Regions from separate parts of the Sus scrofa genome. Here region 2 is linked to region 1. A link is a contact called in public Hi-C data. All regions are on one chromosome and are shown on one strand. Each heading gives the region's core, a stretch centred on a gene start, on an enhancer-like site or on the middle of the called end of the contact. The rest is flanking DNA. Distances are from core to core; before and after follow the strand shown. Region 1 overlaps BACH2 (transcription regulator protein BACH2). Region 2 overlaps LOC102157779 (a long non-coding RNA gene).

Region 1 (6,649 bases), core at 2,880-5,379:
TAGTACACACCAGGTACTGCCCTCAGGGGTCACTGGAGGAATAAACTGTAGCCTTTTCCCTTGAGAAGCCTAGTTAAGAAGACACCGCATGGCAACATGGCAAGGGCAGTGCAATAATGGATGTGCCAAGTGCTTGTTGAGGGGAGAAAGGGCTCATTCTGTCTGTGGAAATGGGGCCTAACTTGGGACAATTAAATCAGGCCCTAAAAATCTGAGTAGGAATTTTATAGTTAACAAATTTTATAGTTAACCAACAAAGTTTTATAATTAACAAAGAAAGGAAAGGAAAGTTCAGAATGAAGGAAGAGAATGTGGGGAAAAAAATGCCACCAACGCCTGAGTATAAGCAGGCTTGGCAAGTTCTGGGGTTATAAGAACTTCTGAAGAGGGCAGGAAGGGCTGGGATTTGAGGCTAAAGAGGGATCTGAGGCCAAGCTTCTATGAGATTTTAAATGTCAGGACACAGCTTAGACCAGCACTGACCAACAGAAATTTAAGGTGAACCACACACATCATTTCAAATGTTCTAGTAGTCACATTAAAAAAAAGGAATTCCCACTGTGGTATGGGGGTTAAGGAGCCGGTGCTGTCTCTGCAGTGGCTCTGGTCGCTGCTGAGGTGCGAGTTTGATCCTCGGGCCCAGTGCAGAGGGTTAAGAATCCAGTGTTGGTCACGGTTGTGGCTCAGATTTGATCCTGGCCTGGAAACGTCCACACACCATAAAAGAAACATGAAGAATTAATTTTAATGATATGTTATTTAACCCAAGGGACCTAAAATATTACCATTTCGACATGTAATCAATATATAAATTATTAATGAGATATTTTATATTTTTTTCCTACTACGACTCTTTATAATAGAGCCTGGGCTTTATACCTATAACACATCTCCGTTTGGACTGACCACATTTTAAGCGCTCAAGAGCCACATGTGGCCAGTGGACACTGCCCTGGACAGCACAGGTCCACCCCCGATCCTGCAGGTGCAGACCAAAGAACTTGCTGGTGTGTGTTACAAGGAGACAAGAGTGGCAACAATGTGGAGGAGCAGAGAGAGGACTGGGTATGGGAGAGCCTGGCAAGGCTGCATCTATGGTCCAGGCCAAGGAAGAAGAGAAGGATGAAGCTTGGAACCAGGACAGTCAACCTGGCACAGCAATGGGATGTCAGGCAAGAATTCAGAAACCTTTACATAACTGTGCATAAGGGATGAAGAGGAGAAGGAACCATCCAATATGTTTTTAATGCTAAAATTTGTGCTCAGTGGGAAAAGCCACTGATTATGTATTTAATATAAGGTGCCACTGCTCCTTCCAAGCTCACGTCCCGCAGCCCTTTAATCCAATGCCATTTACTGAACGTTTAATGTTAAATGAATAGGACACCCCCCCCCATGTGCCAGGCAATGGCAGGCACTGACATGAATGAGACACAATTCTTCCTTTCATGGGGCTCAGATATAGTGTGGAAAACAAAACAGCAAATGACAACAAAGTGTTAAATGTATTGGTAGAAGGGTGTGAAAAGAGGTCTACAAAAGTTTCCATAAAATGCACATAACTATGTCCTATAATATATTCAGTGGCACTTTTGAGATAGCAGGAAGTGGGGCTTTCATGTATCAGTGGGCTTATGAACTGACTTTGAAATGTCCATTGACAGATGAATGGATAAAGATGATATATATATACAATGGAGTATTACTCAGCCATAAAAAAGAATGAAGTGATACATTTGCAGCAACATGGATGGACCTGGAGATTATCATACTAAGTGAAGTAACCCAAAGACAAATATCAGATACTATCATTTATATGAGGAAACTAAAAACAAATGATACAAATGAACTTATTTACAAAACAGAAATAGACCCACAGACATAGAAAACAAACTTATGGTTACCAAAGAGGAAAGATTAGGGGGAGGGATAAAGTAGGAGGTTGGGATTATCATATAGATAACCAAAAAGGATCTACTGTATAGCACAGGGAACTATACTCAATATTTTGTAATAACCTAGAAGGGAAAAGATGTGAAATAGAATTATATATATACACATACATATATATAGACATCCACATATGCTCACACATATACGTGTATCTATATATACACGCATACATGTGTGTACACAGGTACGTATGTATACACGTGTATGTATATACAAAACTGAATCACTTTGCTATACACCTGAAACTAACACAACCCTGTATATCAACTATCCTTCAATAAAAAAATAAAACTGATGCAGTACACAATTTACTTCTGTTTGCATTTGGTTGCGCTATATTAAGAAAACCTTATATTCATACGTCACTATAGGTATGACCTGCTGTCTAAATCATTGCTCTCTAAACTCAGGGACCAAACAGATTCAAATAAATTTTCAGATGAATCTCTTCCTACCTGCTATTCTTATTACTTACTATCTGAAACTCAGATACCAAATTGACATGAATAACACGGTGTCCTTTGCTACTGGAATTCATTCTGGGAAATTTCCATATTCAGATTTTGGAAATGAGTGGACTGGGACAGTAGGGAACAGTTATAAGAACAATTATATTGGAAATGATAGCAGTTCTTTAGCAGTTCACTCTGTAATCTCATCATATGCCCCAAGCTAACCTAAAAGCTTGAAAAAAATGCAGTCATTAAGATTTTTTAATTTCAAATTTTAATTACTAATGATAATCTGACCATTACTTTAATAATTAGTCAAGGAGCACCCTCTGTGTATAGTGGGGATATAGGACCCTAAAACAGAAGAGATGTCACTAAGTGATGGGTTGACTTACCATAGAGCTGGCCATTATCCACACAGAGGCCTACACCCTACAGAGGCTCCCCAGCCCTGCCAAGTATGCTGCATATATCTAGCAGGGGGAATTTGCTTGTTCAATTTATGATCACGCTGGAATCTGAAAAACACTGGTACAGACTTCCTTATCAACGACTCATGTATAACAAGTTCAAATATATAAGCCAAAATAGCATAAAACACTTAATTTCAAGGTTAATCTGACAGTCCAATTTAATGCGTCGGTGGTCCCAATGTGTTAAAATTTGGTATGTAACACGTTGAAGTGTGCAGGTTTTAAAATCATGGTCATAAAAATTGTTCAAAATATATTAAAGTGCTAATTAAACACTTGCATGGCCCCTCAAATATTCCCAGGGAACATCTACAGAACAGAGTTTGAAGACTCTTGGTGCAGGGCCTTTGAGGACAAAATGTAAACGCAAGAGCAAGACTCAGGTGCCCCTACTCCTTAAGGATCATCAAGTTATTCCCAAACTTTTCCCAGGGAGAAGATATCATCCCTCATTATCCTAAAAGCGGGGAAGCTGAGAAACAAAACTCTAGAACACATTTTAAGATTCTCCAGTAAATTAGAATTAAAGAGGCTAGGACCCAAATCTGAGACACACCATTCACTTCGCAATGTTGCTCATCCACTAATTCACTCAGCAACGTTTACTGACCACCTACTGTGCCAGGCACTGTTCTGAGACTTGGGATACATCAGTGAAGAAAACAGACAAAACCCTCCATCAGGGTGAAATCTAGAGTCTAGTCGGGGGAGACAGATAAAAAACACAAATAAGAAACATAATAAATAAGTTCTTTTTGTTATAAGGTGATAGGTGCAACAACAACAAAAAACTGACTAAGGTCAGAGGAATTGGAAATGGGAAGGAAGAGGAATGCTGAAATTTTAGATAGGACGGTCAGGGCGGGTGAGAAGGTAAAAATGAATCAAGAGCTCGCATGAATCCTGGGCAGGCCCTCGGGAATGAGTGTGTGTGTGTGTGTGTGTGTGTGTGTGTGTGTGTGTGTGTGTGAAGTACAAACGTTTGCATTTACTGGAAGATGCAGTGAAGTTTGGATAAGGTGTTCATCCATTTGACTTGCCATTAAGAAACCTCCCTTGGCCTCATGGCATGTCCCTATTTCTCTTGATCAGAGCAGTGAAAAATATAATCTGTGAAAAATTTTTTAAAAGTAGAGCACGTTCTACGAAGAAAACAGCACTCTCTAAACTCCTGATAAGCAGATTCTACACACACATTCCACAGTCTGCTTTATCCCTCAGCCACGTCCCACCCACACTCAGCCCCCAGGCGGCCAGAGCAGCAAATATGCACCAGCTCACACTCCTGTGAAACAATGGGGTCTTTCAGGCCTTACAATCTTGTGAAGAAACAGGCTGAAACGTCATGGGAAAAATTAGGAAATATCAGAGGAAAACAGCTCACAAAGTGAGGGGTGGAACCACTTGCTCACATGTTCTAATTCCTGAACAAAGAGAAACAACCGTGACAGCCCCCTGCCTGCTCTGACCCTTCCATTTCAAAAGAGAAGCGTCCTAACCCCCTTTTCTCTTCTGGGGGAATTACAGCAGCAAGACGGGGACAAGACAGCAGAGTGAGAAAATTTTTAGCCAAAAGAAGCAGAGTTCATTTCAAAAGCTTTCCCCTCAAGAAAAGCATAAGAACCAACCCAAACTCCCTGTCTTGTTCAGTGATCCACAGCACCATCACAATTACAGACCAATTGGACTTCAACCACTACACAAAGGAAAACAGAACCTCCTTCTACATCTTATTTTTAACTCTTCCAAAGTATTCTTGCTCTGAAATCTCACCCTGACTCCATCTCGGCCATCCTTCCTTATCACCTGCCACACCCAGTGTATACCTTTCCCACCAGCCTAGCCCAATTCCCCATCTCCCGGTCTTTGCTAAAAGCTGTTCCACTTGCAAATTACCTGCCTCTTCTTACCCACTGAACATCTCATATTGTCTTAAAAATCCCAGTTTAGGAGTTCCCGCTGTGGCAAAGTGGGTTAAGAATCCAACTGCAGCAGCTTGAGTCACTGTGGAATCGAGGGTTAGACCCCTGGCCCTGCACAGTGGATTAAAGGATCCAGCATTGCTGCAGCTATGGTGTAGGTTTCAGCTGTAGCTCAGATTCAATCCCTGGCCTGGGAACTTCCATCTGCCATGTGTGAGGCCATTAAAAAAAAAAAAAAAATCCCATTTTAAGACCTGGTACCTACTGCAAAATGCATTTCCAGGCTAATCAAGAACATTTGCAAACTTGTCAACAAATGTACCCTTCTGCTTTAATAATCTTTATAATCCAACTATATTTTCCAGTAGATAAGTTAATCTGACTTTTTTAAACTCTCCGAGGAGAAAATCTGAGTCAATTCTTCCTTACGTGATCCCCAATTTGCACTATATTTCTCTTCGTAAGATTTTATCAACTGTTAAGCACAGCAGGCATGTCGGCTGTCTCCCATTAGTGAGTCTGATGGTCAACTGTCTTGGGAAAAGACTTGTAAGTGGTTTATTATTATAAAGTATTATGTGGGAAAGGTGTTTATTTGATTCTTGGAAGAAAAAAGGAATGTACAATAAAATCATAAAAATGTTTTAAAATGTAGAACAATTTCAAAAGAAATACATCTCATAATGAAAATAAGGGAGTCTGATGAGGCTGAAAACCCTTGCAAAAATTACCTCACAGACATGTTGCCAGATTAGGGCCTAAGCATAAGAACCCCACCTTTGAGGAGGAGTTCCTGTTGTGGCTCAGTGGTTAACGAACCCAACTAGTATCCATGAGGATGCGAGTTCGATCCCTGGCCTCACTCAGTGGGTTAAGGATCCAGCATTGCTGTGAGCTGTGGTGTAGGTTGCAGATGAGGCTCGGATCTGGCATTGCTGTGGCTGTGGTGTAGGCCCACAGCTGTAGCTCCAATTAGACCCCTAGCCGGGGAACCTCCACATGCCGTGGGTGCAACCCTAAAAAGACAAAAAGCAATAAAATAAAATAAATTTTAAAAAGAACCATCTTTGGGGAGAAACCATCATTTGACAGTGTGGTAGAATTTTGAGTCAGGAAGTGAACCGAGCAGAATTAAATGCAAATTAATCATGTTGCCTAAAATGCAAAAGAGGACAGTGGGGAGACATTATCAGAGTTAAAAAGTGAGTCCAAGCCACAGAAGTGACTCCATAGTCAACACTTTTGTGAACTGTTCTTAAGCCACTGGTTTGCACTCTGCTGCCCATCAGAATCACCTGGAGCACTTTTCAAAATCACATTGCATACAAATAAAATCAGAATGTCTGTGGTGGGAGCCAGGCATCCATGGCGTTTAAAGATCCCTATGTGGAGTTCCCGTTGTGGCTCAGTGGTTAACGAATCCGACTAGGAACCTTGAGGTTGCAGGGTTCCATCCCTGGCCTTGCTCAGTGGGTTAACAATCCGGCATTGCCGTGAGCTGTGGTATAGGTCACAGATATGGCTCGGATCCCACGTTGCTGTGGCTCTGGCATAGGCTTGGCAGCTACAGCTCCAACTGGACCCCTAGCCTGGGAACCTCCATATGCCATGGGAGCGGCCCTGGAAAAGGCAAAAAGACAAAAAATAAAAATAAAAAAATAAAGATCCCTAGGTGATCCAATGTGCATCCAGGTTTTAGAAGCCCTGTTCCAGACTCTACAGGTAGAGCACAAGAAGTGACATGAAAGGTGGTGATGGTGATGAGTCCTGGTCAGTTGACACTGCTGTCAAGTGGCAAGGTGCTATTCTGGTTCCTCTCCTTCGATGATCATAATCTAGTCTATTACAC
Region 2 (6,536 bases), core at 41-2,540, 240 kb after region 1:
TTCTGGATGGGCCTGTCAAACTGAACCTCAGCAGAGCTAGGCCTGGGGGGACTTCCCATCCGCCTCAGCCAGGTGGGCATCTTGGCATCTTGCTCTACCTCACCAAAGAATCTGCACTAGGGAGTTCCCATTGTGGCTCAGCAGGTTAAGAACCCAACTAGTATTCATGAGGATGCAGGTTTGATCCCTGGCCTCGCTCAGTGGGTTAAGGATGTGAGCTGTGGTGTGGGTCACAGATGAGGCTCGGATCCCATGTTGCTGTGGCTGAGGCTGTGGCGTGGGCTGGCAGCTGCAGCTCCAATTCAACCCCTAGCCAGAACATCCATATGCCACGGGTACAGCCCTAAAAAGCAAACACACACACACACACACACACACACACACACACACACACAAGAATATGCACTAGGACACTGGGACCCATCTCAGCCCCCTTCTGTGCCAGCACTGGGGTAATAAGACACTATTCATGGTCAAAGAATGTGCTAACTACTCACAGAGTGACACAAATAGTAGCCTTTAAATCAGAGAAACCCTCACTCCAATTCCATGGCTTGAGCAAGTCACTTCAGCACTCTAATCCTCAGTCTCCTCATTCGAAGACCGGGATCATGATAACATATACCCCTGTTAGCCTTTGTTAGAGAAAAAAAGGTCATGTATATTAAGTGTAAACATAGTGCTTTCTCTGTGCTCAATATACATTAACTCATATTAATAAAACAATTTTAGTGCAGGACGTTCCTTTCTAGAGGGAGGCAGGCTGGGCCACTCCCCAGAGATGCTCTTCTTTGCGATGAGAATGTGATACACTGTATTTGGGGAGAAGTCAGCTCACCACATCCTTTGAGTCTCGGATTTCCTATTAACAGCACTTACTCTGTAACCGGTCACAACACTGAAAGTGACCAGGATGTTACACAGCCTGAAGATTTGTTTTTGAAGTACAGAGCAGGAGATGTGGAATTTTCCTTCTAGAGCTGGGGCAGCCCTGCTTACTCAGAAGAATGATGATTCCTGGGTATTCCTAGGGTGGGCAGCCCCATTAAGCATCTCCTTCATTCACTTTTCTACTTAATTCAGCAGAAGGTCCCACAGCAGGCATCTCTACACAGTCATAGAAGCCTCTGACGAGGTTGGATGGAGAGCACAGAGAAAACTCCAGATAATCAGACGCACTGAAACTGCTACCACGACACTGGAGTTGCAGGATGACTCACCCTGGGCTGCTGCAGGAAACTCCTCTGGTCGCTGCCCTGGATCCTCAACGGTAAAGGGTCCCTGGAAAACTGTGCTTGGACTGCCACCTAGTGGTTACAAAAAGCAAGACTCGGTCTGGGCAGGATTCTGCTTCCCCAGTCACACCCACCACAGTTATCACCCAGAATCAGCATCTCCTCAAAGAAATTTTAGAAGATGAAAATTTTATTCACAGATTCACAACCTAATTCCCTATTTTAATTTGGTTTAATTATATCATCCACCTAATACACTGCAACACTGAGATTCAAGGTAGGGGCAAAAGCACCAGCCTAGGGAGTCTAAAGGCTCTTTTGAGTCACTAGCTCACTGTTCAACTTCGGGGAAGTGGCTTGAACCTTCCATTTTCTCTTAGGAAAATGGACATTAACAATATGCAGAGTTTAGGCGGCTGCGAGGTCTGTGCATGAAGCCCCTTTATAAACTGTATGATGTTCTCCCCTTTCTAGCTTCCTGCTCCTGTTTCCCTGGGATTCTGCACCCCGATGTCCACACCCACCCTTCAGTTAAACCAGTCAGCCAAACCCCTGTCCCCCTTCCCCTTCCCCGGGAAGCAGAGGCCTCCTCTTCTTTCGTAGTGCTGGAAATAGAACACAGAAACCAAACCAAACCAAAACAAAACAAAAAACAACAGCCAAAAAAGGAAAGATCCAGCCCAGGATGTGCTCATAGAACAGTTAACAATGAAAAGAGTCAAGGGAGACTTCTGCCATCGACAGCCTGCACTCACCAGGAGAAAATTCACTCAGAGGACAAAACACTGTGGCAGGTTGTCACCAGAGTGGCGGTGCTGAGGCTGCACCTAGTGACGGCACCCCACACGGAGACAGAGGGATCTGCTTGTTCCTCAGCCTCAGCCCTGGCCCTGGGCCCTCCTGCCTGAACTGGGTAGAGATGTCCTCAGAACAACTTCCTGCCCCGCTCAGGGCCCCTCTGATCTCTGGAATTCACCAGGGATCCCACATTCCACACGCAGGTCTGGGCTCCCGTAGCTCAGGCCCCACCTCACGTCTCTGTGGGGCTGATTGCGGCTCACTGGGTGTCCCGCGTCCCCAGCTGACTCACAGAGATTTCCAACCTTGCATGATGATGCACCCGTATCTGTAACTTCATTTTAAGCACACACCTCACTATGAATGTTTATTTCCATAGAAAGAGGCACTCCTGTATTAATATACAGTGTATGCTCTAGACATTTCAAAGGATGAGAAATTAAAATATAATGCATGTATGCATGTAACGCCTATGCCCACAAGTAGGTGCGTCCCCTTTTGGGCCTGGGACCTTTCTCTGACTGGTTAGAGCTGTGGTTGGGGCACATGGAGCTTGTATGGGGACCCTCTCCTGAAGCCCACCATGGATTCAGAGACAGAGGTGATGTTTGCTAGGAGGGGAGTCAGGTGTGAGGAAGAAGCATGATTCTCTTCTCAAATCACACCTTCCTCCTGGGCGTCTGATCAGCCAACAGCCACACGTCACGAGAACCTGGGACGCAGAGGCCACTAGCTTTCTTGTCCTGTGTTACAGGATCTTGCGATTCTCTGAGACGACTCCTGTCATGATTTTCTGAAGAAGAGAGGAGCAGTTCTCCAGCAGCTCTACGGGTTCCTATATGTACATTGTACCATTCCATCCCCAAAGCCATCCTGAGGGACAGGCGTGTGTTCCCTGCTGCAGAAGGAAGCTGAGGCCAGGAGAGGATAAGTCATGCCCTCAGGCCACCTGTCTCCTCAGAAGTAGAGTCTGCCTATTTGTAAAGCCTCAGACTAAGCCCGCAGTACGAGGCAGGGCCTGGCTATGCATGAACATGGAACTGGACATCCTTGGCCCAAACTCCACTGGCAGTAGAGAGGACTCTTCTTACAGTGTCCTCTACCTTAAAAGCAAAGATTTGTTCTGTACTTAGTCTCCTGTGGTTTTCCATGTGGCTGGTTATAAGGGTCATTACTAAGGCTCGTCTACTCCCCATCTTCCCCACTAATCTACTATCAAAGAACTAGAGGTTCCCACCTTTAGATTTTATTTTTTTATGTTATTTATTTATTTCTTCTTTTTATAGCCACACCTGCAGCATATGGAAGTTCCCCGGGCCAGGGGTAAAATCGGAGCTGCAGCTGCCAGCCTTCACCACAACACCAGATACGAGCTGCATCTGCAACCTACACCACAGCTTGAGGCAACTCCGGATCCTGAACCCACTGAATGAGGCCAGGGATCAAACCTGCATCCTCACAGAGACAGTGTTGGGTCCTTAACCCATTGAGCCACAATGGGAACTCCTAGCTTTTGTTTTATCTAGTGATGCAAGAAGTGGAAGAGATAATCTACCTTCTGGTCCAACACTGTAGCCACTAGCCACATTTGGCTACCTACATTTAAACTAATTAAAATTAAATAAGAAATTTTAAAAGAAGATTTCTCTCTGGCACTAGCCATATTTCAAAGGTTTAATGGCCACCTGTGGCTAGTGGCTAACATATTTAAAGTACAGAAGTCAAACATTTCCGTTCTCTCAGAAATTTCTGTCCGATGGTACTGGTAGACAGAAGCATTGATTTTAAAACAAGCAAGAGATTAAATGCTTCGCTTAAGGTCTGTGGCAGAACTATGAAGGAAACCCAGTTTTCCATATTTGAAAGCTAGTCTTCTCGTTACTACACTGGGGGGGGTGTCATTTAAAAATGCCCAGGGGAGGAGTTCCCATTGCGGCACAGTGCTCACGAATCTGACTAGTATCCATGAAGACATGGGTTCAATCCCTGGCCTTGCTCAGTGGTGGGTTAAGGATCTGGTGTTGCTGTGAGCTCTGGTATAAGTTGCAGATTCGGCTCGGATCTGATGTTGCTGTGGCTGTGGCTTAGGCCAGCAGCTGCAGCTCCAATTCGATGCCTAGCCTGGGAACTTCCATATTCTATGGGTGCAGCCCTAAAATAAATACGTAGATACATACATACATAAATAAATACATAAATAAAATGCCAAGGAAGAGGTTTCTCAATGGAGTGTTAATACCCATCATCACAAGTTAACATAAAGGACCATCTAGTCCTCCCTGGAAGAAGCCAGGTTGGGCAGTGTGGACGGCCAGGAGGAATCACAGGAGAAGAGTCTCCATCATGACTCAGGGCATGGGTCAGGCAAGCCTAAAGGTAGGGCAAGTGCGTTATCCATGTCTGTCTTGCCAGCCCTGGACCAGAGCTGGGACTCCATTGTGCCAAGGGAAACAGGGAGCCAGGGGTAGCCCAAGTGGCTGGAGATCAAGCAAAAGACAGTTAGGGAAGACTGGGAACTCTAACCAAGATCTTCAGCAGGAGCAGGGTGTCTCCCTGCTGGCTTGTCGCCGTCTTGTCTGGGCCCTCCAGATTTATGCTCTGCTTACTGGGCTGTACCACACCATTCTGGAGCTGTTGAACTTTGCCTTAGTTCATGTCATAGGAACCTTGGTAATGAATTTCAACGCATTGGGAAAACACAGATGAGGCATAGGTTAAAAGTTTAGTTTTGTTTTCAGCAGCTATAGAGCTGAACCGTAGAAGGAAGGTAGGATGGGAATTCAGAAGACTTGGGTGTAATAATAATCTCCAGCACTCTTTGATCTTAGGCATCTCACTTAGCCTCAGTATGCTTAATCTGTGAAATGGATCAACAGTAAGGATTTCTTAGCAGGATTGTTGAGGAGATCCCATAAGGTAATATTCTAGACAGTTTTCTGCAGAGCAGAGAGCCCTGTCTGGGTGTTGATTAGTTATGATCTTTACTATTGTTCCCTCACTTGGCGCCTCTTCCATAGCAGTTAGGGTGCATAATTCTGGGTGGCCACATTACCTTAGGTTTACCAGATGTACGTGTTTCCCCCCAAGATGTATTGTGTTTTTTTAAACCATCAATGGAGCTACCTAATATCCTTATTTGAAGATGATGTAGTCTCAATGTCTGTGGTTTTGTGAGCCAGGAAAGAATAGTTTAATGGTTCAATTAGCTCCTTGAGGAAATACGTGGTGCTTGAGATATGCCAAATAAGCAGCATGCAACCTCTGTGGGGGGACAAGAAGTCAGACGACTTCTTGTGAAGACACAGCTTCCTGCAGAGCCAGATGTAGTTCGCATTTTCCTCTTGCTTTTTCCCAATAGCTGTGCTCAGGGGGGATAAACTTTACTTAACCTAATTAATTTTAATCACAGCTTTCAAATCTCATACTGTGAAAAGAATTACAAATTGGAATACATTAATAGAAGCCATAGTTTATGCTGTAAGCTAATCATGAAATGTGCATTTACATTTTCTGCATGAGTTTGCAATTACCATTAAAATAAAATTCCGTTATGTCCTTTTAAATTACCAAAATGTGAAGAGCAGATTGAGTCAGGCCCATTTTTGTGCTAAATTACCAGAAGATTGTCTAAATTTCCAAGAATCAGACAGCTTCCTCCATTTGAGTTGCAGCGAGGAATGATTTCTAGTCATCTGCTCCAAGCTATTTCCATTTTTAAATAATAGTCTTTTAAACTAATTGCGCAAATGTCTCACCTGCTTTAACAAGTATTCCTTTGAGTTTAGTACAGAGGAAAAATCATACATGTGTTTGTATATATATATATGTATATACATGCATACATATGTGTACATACATGTTAGGTATGTTTAGATCTATACATGTAATTTCGCTTTTAGGTTTCATGTGCACTTTTATTTTATGGATGTAAGTAGATGTTACCTGGCTCCTCAAAGAATCTGAGGCATCTCAGATCTAAACTTAGAGGAAACAGAGGATGTAATAATAATAACACTAATAAAGAATTTATTCTCAAACTAGAATAGAACAGCAAGGCGTCTGTGGAGTATTATCACGGCTCCTCTGCACGTAGGCCTCATGCTTTTTACCTCTTTGCTTTCATGGCATCTCTCTTGGTCCTGAGGCCGCAGCACAGGTACGATCATCTCCATTCTGCAGGTGAGGAGAGTGCATCTTTCAAACCCAGGGGCTCTTTCTATAGGAAAGCTCCTGGCATTGGGAAAGAGGATTTTTGAACTCTGATGGCCCAACAGAGAGGAACCAGGGGCCATAAGCAATGACCACAGACAAACAGCATCCTGATATCTGAATATCAGTGCCTGCAAAATGTGGTCGGGTGAACGTTCCTCTCTAATACAGTATGAAGCTTCAGCGGGTTTGTTCAGTGACCTGGCTGGACTCATTTAGACTTGGGTTTCCTGGGAATATTTCACATCTAATTATGCCTGAGAATGTTCTTAGTATATTGCTGGCTGGTTCTCT

What was found. A called contact is a pair of places that touch in the nucleus more often than the background predicts.
Region 2: a contact with region 1 is called in a Hi-C map of embryonic fibroblasts, with 2.4 times the contacts expected there. The contact joins two enhancer-like sites. A contact is called at or near these places in 3 of 47 Hi-C or Micro-C datasets (embryonic fibroblasts and skeletal muscle).

What each region holds. Positions count from the first base shown.
Region 1 is chr1:58,207,147-58,213,795 of Sscrofa11.1, forward strand. The region is part of intron 1 of BACH2 (transcription regulator protein BACH2); the gene reads right to left. Among named protein-coding and RNA genes, the nearest start is that of BACH2, 71 kb to the right of the region's middle. Within about 2 kb of position 4,130, at least 11 of the 83 cell types and tissues checked have an H3K27ac peak or open chromatin away from gene starts, as enhancers often do. A contact at or near this core is called in embryonic fibroblasts, where this site is marked.
Region 2 is chr1:58,454,956-58,461,491 of Sscrofa11.1, forward strand. LOC102157779 (a long non-coding RNA gene) reads left to right here. Exons shown (of 5, transcript XR_001306010.2): 4 at 1-72; 5 at 1,087-3,370. Among named protein-coding and RNA genes, the nearest start is that of MAP3K7, 89 kb to the right of the region's middle. Within about 2 kb of position 1,291, at least 16 of the 83 cell types and tissues checked have an H3K27ac peak or open chromatin away from gene starts, as enhancers often do. A contact at or near this core is called in embryonic fibroblasts, where this site is marked.